Linked DNA regions of Sus scrofa: region 1 is linked to region 2. The links are chromatin contacts, called in public Hi-C maps. All regions are on one chromosome and are shown on one strand. The core of a region is the stretch at or near the end of the contact, and the rest is flanking DNA. Distances in the headings are between cores, read along the strand shown. Region 1 holds the start of PMS2 (mismatch repair endonuclease PMS2). Region 2 holds the start of USP42 (a long non-coding RNA gene).

What was found. A called contact is a pair of places that touch in the nucleus more often than the background predicts.
Region 1: a contact with region 2 is called in a Hi-C map of fetal liver, with 2.4 times the contacts expected there. A contact is called at or near these places in 1 of 5 promoter capture datasets (liver), 19 of 47 Hi-C or Micro-C datasets (alveolar macrophages, embryonic fibroblasts, epiblast stem cells and 11 more) and 2 of 2 datasets of targeted methods (alveolar macrophages and skeletal muscle).

The regions. Positions count from the first base shown.
Region 1 is chr3:5,115,608-5,119,279 of Sscrofa11.1, forward strand. PMS2 (mismatch repair endonuclease PMS2) reads left to right here and starts at 2,395. Exons shown (of 14, transcript XM_021086081.1): 1 at 2,395-2,534. It overlaps AIMP2 (aminoacyl tRNA synthetase complex interacting multifunctional protein 2), which reads right to left and starts at 2,312. Exons shown (of 4, transcript NM_001244557.1): 1 at 2,041-2,312. The coding sequence starts at 2,175.
Region 2 is chr3:5,046,244-5,050,156 of Sscrofa11.1, forward strand. USP42 (a long non-coding RNA gene) reads right to left here and starts at 2,084. Exons shown (of 18, transcript XR_002342221.1): 1 at 1,938-2,084.

The DNA of each region.
Region 1 (3,672 bases), core at 1,145-3,644, 70 kb after region 2:
AGTCCGTCAACACGCACTGCAGACGGTCTGGGCCAGGGCTGCAGGGGGACCGTGGCCGTGACCAGGAGCCCGGCACGGCTCAGTGTGAGGAACTCGGAGGTGCCGAGCTCTGCTTTACCTGCCACCCCTTCTTTCTTTTTCTTTTTTCTTTTTTTTTTTGGTCTTTTTGTCTTTTTGCTATTTCTTTGGGCCGCTCCCGCAGCATATGGAGGTTCCCAGGCTAGGGGTCGAATCGGAGCTGTAGCCGCCAGCCTACACCAGAGCCACAGCAACGCAGGATCCGAGCCGCGTCTGCAACCTACACCACAGCTCACGGCAACGCCGGATCGTTAACCCAGTGAGCAAGGGCAGGGACCGAACTCGCAACCTCATGGTTCCTAGTCGGATTCGTTAACCACTGCGCCACGACGGGAACTCCCTGCCACCCCTTCTAATGCCGGCCCGCTCTTTTCCTCACTCAAGCTGCACTATCCCTTGGTGTGCTGTTTATCCATCTGTTTCATTTTACATGTATTCAGAAGCAGTTTATTTTATTTTCTCATTTCCCCTGGAGATGCCAGACTTCTAATTATCTGTCTGTCCATGCTGCTGTCATCTGCTAGATGAACATCTAGCAGTTTAATGCCCAAAGTCCTGTTAAAAAACAGGACTTTGTCTCAAAAGAGATGTGACACTCCCCACTCTGGGTCTTTCTTTTTGGTTCCATGGGGACTGTCCAGGTGAAGAGACACTGGACCATGCCTGCAGTGAGACAACAGCTGTGTCATTTGGTTTCAAATAAACTAACCACCTCTCTTCAAGGCAGAAAGCTCTTAAGACAAAGGATGACACGGAAAATGAGCCACGGAACTTATCTATTTACTCATCTTCAGTGAGAATGAGCAGAAGGTCTCTCCAGATGGAAGACTAGGACATATATGTGCAATAATTAAAAAAGTAAAAGTTGAGCAGGTACTTTCACAAAAGAGGCAATCAAAATGCCCAATAAACATGAAAGTGCTCAACTGATTTCAAAGTCTGGGAGATGGAAACTAAACTGACATTAGGATGCCCCGTACACCGACCAGCTTTGTGGAGGGCTGCCACCATGAGAAATTCGCATGCACTGCAGGTGACAGCACAAACCAGTAGGACTGCTTTGGAAAGCAATTTAGTCCAGTTGAAGATAGACCAGCCCACTGAGCCAGCAATGCCATCGCTTAGAATTTACCTTACATCTCCTCAAGTACAAGAATATTCACTGCAGAATTATTCATAGAGCCCGAAATGGAAAACCAGCCAACGCCCGTGAGCAGTGGCCTGGGAGCTATAACCTTGGGGCACAGCCATGCGAAGGAGCAGCCGACCGCAGAGGGCGAACGCTTCGGGTTTTTTTTTTTTTTTCATGCAGCAAAGCGATTCTTAAAATAATGTCCAGAAGAGGCAGCCAGACACTGCAGGGCACAAACTTCACGCTTCCACTTACACCAACACTACAGTTTAGGAATGGATTCTTAGATGATGAAATAAGAGAGAAAAGCAGGACATACTGACCATGCAAGGAGGGAACTTGGGGGGTAGTTTTAGGAGGGGGCGCTGACAACGTGTTATTCTGAGTGGTGACCCTTGGATTAGCTTTATAATTCCTCAAAATAAGCATTTGCGGGCTACTCGCTTTTCTGTAAGTAAAATTTCCTACTAAAAAAGTTTAGTTACAATAAAAAAAAAAAAGATGGATCTTTTAAGAGAGAATTAAATTACAGCCACTCCGAGACCGACGGGCGCGTGAGGCTGGGGTGGGAAGGGCGATAGGGCCCGGCCCCCTCGGCGAGTTCTGGACAGCTGCGTCCCACCGCGGGGTCCTAGAGGGGCTCCAGCCCGCAGTCCCCCAATTGAGCCCGCCAGGGCAGCGGCGCCTGCGAACTAAGCAAGAGGGCGGCGGGGTGGGGCCGCGGCAGAGTCAGAGCGCCTGCGCGCTGAACAGGCAAGGGATGGAGAGCAGCCCGGACGCCTGCGCACTGGGTTGGTGGTGGGGGAGGGGCAAGGCCCGCCGGCTCCTACCTGCACGTGGCCGGTGGCTGGCGCTGGGTTGTCGGTCCTGCAGTGCACGTTGGGCAGCCGGTACATGCAGGTGGGAAGTTCTACACGGAGAGATGCACTGCCCTCGTGGTAGGGCTTTACCTGGTACATCGGCATCGTGGGACCCAAAGGAGGGAAGGTGGCGAGTGAGGGACACGAACGCTGAAAAACCGTCCAAATCCTAGACGGACCGCAGACACCTCGTTTCCGACCCAGCTACTAGCGTTGGCGAAAGCTCAGTTCCTGTGCTCTAATTGGCCTCTGCTTTCCTGACGTCACGGACTCGACCTTTGACAACCGCCAATCAGCGAGGGGGACTGTGGGAAGCGTTCCCAGCCTTATCCGGAAGTGGCGGGGGCGGGGCGCAGTGTCCGGAGCAGCCAGTGGGCGGCCGGGCGGCCGGTCCGGTGTAGGAGAAGCGGCGCGATCTGTCCCTGGTCAGGCTCTGCATCCATGGAGCGAGCCGAGGGGCCGAGGTGAGCCGTGCGTGCAGTCTCCCTTCGCCGTCGCCGAGTGTAAGGCCCACGGCGTTCCAGACCCCTGGAAAGGAGGGGAAAGTGACTGCGGCGCTGGGCGAGCTGGCGGCCCGGAGGCCTGGGAGGGGCTTTTCTTCGCTAGCCGGCCCCGCTGCCCTGTGGGTGCACCTTGAAGTCGGGGTTCGCGGGGATTCGGCCGGCTCCCAGGCAGGCCCTGCGCAGGCGCTGCGTCGCATCCGTGGATCTGAAGCCGTGGACCTTGAAATCCCCCTGAACGGAATTCATTTTCTTTTTACATGGTTGCTTGCTTTCTCTCTCTTTTGTAAAATTGAGGGTTATTTTAGGGAAGGCTTTAAGGTACAAGCTAATTTGCATGGCCGCACAGTCTTAAAAAAAAACTAGTACTTCTCTATCTCCTTGAGTATGCGATTACTGGCTGGTAAAGTACACGCACTCGGGTTAGCGAATCTTCAGGTAGCGCTTTCACACTCAGTGTCAGATTCTTGAACCCAGAGTTGCCGTCTGTATGTAAATGTTGTATCTCCACCCCTCAAAATAAATATCAGGAATGTACTTGTAGCCTTTGGGCGGAAAAAGGCCAAATATTTAAAGATACTTCTTCCACTTTATTTGGTGTCATCTGCAGTTTCCACATTTAAGACAGACTTGAGTGGGATTCTTTGCAAGGTCGAATGAAGAGAAAAGATGTTTCTTTATTTTACAGGGGTTTACTGCGTATCAACTCTGTGTTAGATGCTGTGGGAAATCCTCAAAGATTTCTCTCCCAGGGAGGCCCCGATGTTCAGTTACATCCATGTTACAGTTTACTGGAAGTGATTAATTTAACACATGGATGAACATTTTTTGGATGAGCAGGAGTTTGCCAGGCAGAGGAAGAGGAGGGGAGTGGTCTGGACACACCTGTGTAGGCAAGGAGTAGTGTCTAAAGGAGATTGGTGTTTACTCTGACCAGAATAGAGGGAAATTGGCAATGGGTACAGGATTGACCAGAGAGAGAGAAAGAGACAGAGAGAATAGATTGGGGTGTAATTCTGACTGGATTTGAAATGACGTGGCAGACAATGGGATGCTAGTAAAATCTTAAGCAGAAAAAGTAGTCGACCAGATCTGTGAATTC
Region 2 (3,913 bases), core at 834-3,333:
TCCCCCCGAAACCATCAGGTATTAAACTAAACTCCATCTGCTAGGGAGAAAACCTTTCTGGAAGCCTAACAACGTTGTGTGGGGCTCAGGATTCAGACGGTTACAAATTCTTGACTCTCAGTAAAGTCACTAAACATGACTGTTAGGAACCGCAGGACTTTTTAAGTAACTACTTCAATGAAAAGTTTAAATGTCTCTCATTATCTTCTGATGATGGATATACAAAAAGTTACAAAAGCATGTTTGCAAAAAACTGAGCGCAAGAATCAAGGATGGATGAACTGGCACCACACTGTAAATCAACTACACTTTAAAAGCAATTTCTTAAAAAGAATCAAGGTAGGATGTGTGCGAAGGAATGCGACTAATCGACTTCACATGTGCGTCCTTTAAGTATACTTGTTCAGTGTTTTATGTGAAAATCTTATAATTCTGTCCTTTCATGGTATCTCTCCCTTGTGGTGGCCAAACGCTAGAATGCATGCTTCTCTCTTGTTTTAAAACTATTTAAACATTGTGGCATTTCACATACATTGCAGTACTAATATCAATACACAGAAAAAGAAACTGTTACACTCTTCTTAATAGACAATGTAATCCACATTCACGATGCATTTCCATTCCGGAGGTTTAAAAAGACCCAACGTGGATTTTAATTATTTTCACGTAAACAAATCAATTACCTTTAAACTTTTACCAACCAAGCTCTGTAGAGTTAATTCAATGATACAGAAAAGAAAGTGAAACTGACCCTAAATAAAAACAAACAAGTGAAAACGATTATTCATATCACCTAAGCACTTTGAATGAATAATCAAGTCGAAAGAGTAGAATTACGTTTAAAACGTACAACTAAAATTTGAGACGCCACTAAAACGGCTAAGAACCCAAAATACTGCTGCTACCTCGGAAAAGAGGCGTTAACTAGTTTTTCAAGCAGTTTTACTGTTATTTGAGCGTATTTACTTTAAATAACCAACGTGTGCGCCTACAAACAAGTAAGCCCTAAGGCTTCCCTGAATATAAAAGAGCTATTCAACAAAAGTAATCTCAATTGCATTCATTATAGCGAGGTTAAAGTCCTAGACTGTAAAACTTCTGTCCCGTCAAACCTTCACCTCTCACATCTGAAACTCATCTCCCTCTCCCCCCAACCCCCGCCAGGTAAGTTGGCTCCCCCTGCCCCGAAAATAAAGAACAGGACCAGGGCAGCGCAGCTCTGGGGGACGCGCCGCCGGGCCACCCGGCCCGCCCCTTCGCTCCCCCCGAGGGTGCCCGCTCCGCCCGGCGGCCGGCGTGGGGAACTCGGACACTCCGCGGAGGAGCCGGGGGGACGGCCCCGCGCGGGGGCACCGGCACCGCGGGCGGGCCGGCGGGCATCCGGGTGGGAAACTTTGTCTCTCTGGGGGGTCGGGGAGGCGAGCCCCCGGCTCCGAGCGGCGCCCCGGGGCGGGAGGTGGCAGCCACGCGGGGGGCGGCGGGCGGCCCGGGGACGCCGGGCTCCGCGGTCGGCGGCCGGCACACGCCCACCCCTGGCCGCCCCGTGCCGGCCTGGCCGCCCCGGAGCCGCCCGCCGGGCCCGACCCACGGGCCGAGGGGGCGGGCTGGGCCCGGCGGGGGCGGGAGGGCAGTGTCCATGGCAACCAGGGGGGTCCGGCCTCCCCGCGCAGCCCCGCTCGCCGGGCGCCCCGCCGCCGCCGCGGCCGCCGCCCCCTCCCCAGCGGCCTGGCCCGGCCGGCGGGGGCGGCGCTGCCACCGGCGCGGCGGGGTCCCGGGCGGCCCGCCGCTGCGGAGGGGGCGGCGGGCGAGGGGCCGCGCCAGCCCCCGGCGGGCCGCGCCGGCTGAGAGGCGGCCGGGCCAGCTGCGGCCGAAGCGAGCGGGGCGCCGCGCGGGCCCCACGCCGGCCAGCGGCGGGCGGGAAGGAGGCGGGAGCTTACCTGACCCGGCTCGGCGCTCGCTCCATCCCCCTCGGCCGCCGCCGCCGCCGCCACCGCCGCCGCACACAGCCCAGCCGCCCGGCGGGGGACAATGACGTGCCTCCATCCGGGCACCGCCGCCGCCGCCTCCGGGTCAGCGCCGCGCCCGCAGATCCCCGCCGGGCCGCCAGGGGGCGCGCCAAGGCCGCGCCCGCACGCGCCGCCGCCCAGGGGCCGTCGCACAAGAGGCGCGGCGCGCAGCTAACGGGCCGGGCGGGCGCGGGAGGGGCCGTCGCCAAAGCGCCGCGGGCGCAGGCTGGCGCGCGCGTCACTGGAGCGCCGGCCGGCCGCGGAAGGAGCGCGCTGATTGGCGGAGCCGAGCCGCGCGGCGCGGGCCGGTGAGGTCCTTCCCGAGCGGCGGGAGGCAGCAGACGGCGCGGCGCTCCGCTGCCGCGGGGCCGGAGGAGACGCGGGAGGGCCGAGACGACGCCGCTGCTTCCGCGCTCGGCCGGGCCCGCGCGGGTGAACTGCCCACGTGGGACACCTGGGTGCTCCCAACGGACGCGGCTCCGGGAGACGTCCCTCGGCCTAGCGACCCGGCATTTGAGAACGCCGGACCCAGCGCTGCGCTAGCGCGCCCTCGGACTTCACTCACTGCGCCATTGGAAGCGAGTTTTAAACCCGGCTCCAGAAAAAGCACGGTTTCATCTCACATCGCAGCGTTGCGCGTTCTTTGGGAGCAGCTTGACCAGCGCTTGCTCCCAAGAGCCAGGTGCACACTTGCAGCCGCTTCCTGGCGGTCTCCACCGCGAGGTCGAACAGAGAAGGAGTTGATTGATCGTGGCCATCTCCCCTGCCCAGGCTCCTGCTCCTCCCTGTTCGGTTCCCTGCTTGGATTCAGGACGCGCCACTCCCCTGCACTGACCTGGGTCCTCGCTCCCTCCTCAACCGATCTGACTCCTTAGACCAGGTCACAGCCAGCCTACCCAGGGGCTATAACCCCCACCCTCCTCAAAGCAACCTGCCCTCTCGCCACTCGCATCCTTCCCACAGGCTCCTTTCTGGTGCTCCCCTGCAGTCACTTCACTCCCTCTAAACCTTCACACTGTGGCCAGGACGATATTTCAAAGACACAAGTCAGATGTTGTTCCCCTCCTAAGAGCCTTTAGCCACTTTCTTGGCCCACAGAAAAGTCTCAGCAACTTCGCCTGGCACTGAGGGCCCCCAGTCCTCTTTGCTCTTTTGTGTCCCAGCCATAATACCTTCAAACAACCCACTCTTACATCTGCTTATGGAAATCCCACTCCTGCCTCTTCTTCCACGAAGCCCTCATTAGAATCTTATTACTCGCCTTAAAGGTTGCATGTCTTTTAAAATAGCACTGGGGTTCCCGGGACTCAGTGGAAAGGAATCTGACTAGGATCCACCAGGATGCAGGTGCCATCCCTGCCCTCGCTCAGTGAGTTAAGGATCCTGCATTGCTGTAACCTGTGGTGTAGGTCGCACATGCAGCTCAGATGTGACATTGCTGTGGCTGTGGCACAGGCTGACAGCTACAGCTCCAATTCCACCACCAGCCTGGGAACCTCCATATGCCATGGGTAAGGCCCTAAAAAAAGACAAAAAAGAAAAAGAAATTACTGAAGTGATTGATAAGATATCAGTTGTATGTTTGGAACAGAACACTGAAGTGGTTTGAGAAAACAAAAAGGGGAAAGGTGAATTCCACACCTCCAAAGTTCAGTACCCACTTTGGGAATTAACACTGCAATTTACTTTCTGATGAAGAATGGCTGTGAAATTTCACCTCCGAGGGTCCTGGCAGCACTAATAAGAGATTCGCAAGAACGGAAGAGTCATAGGGATGGACCCAGTCATTTGCTTGCTGTTTCCAAATGACTTTCAGGTGATTGCAGATTGAGAAGGAATTGAAGAGCCAACGGCCTAATATGCACCTGAGCTTTGTGGTTATTTTAAAATGCTTCCTTTGGAAGTCA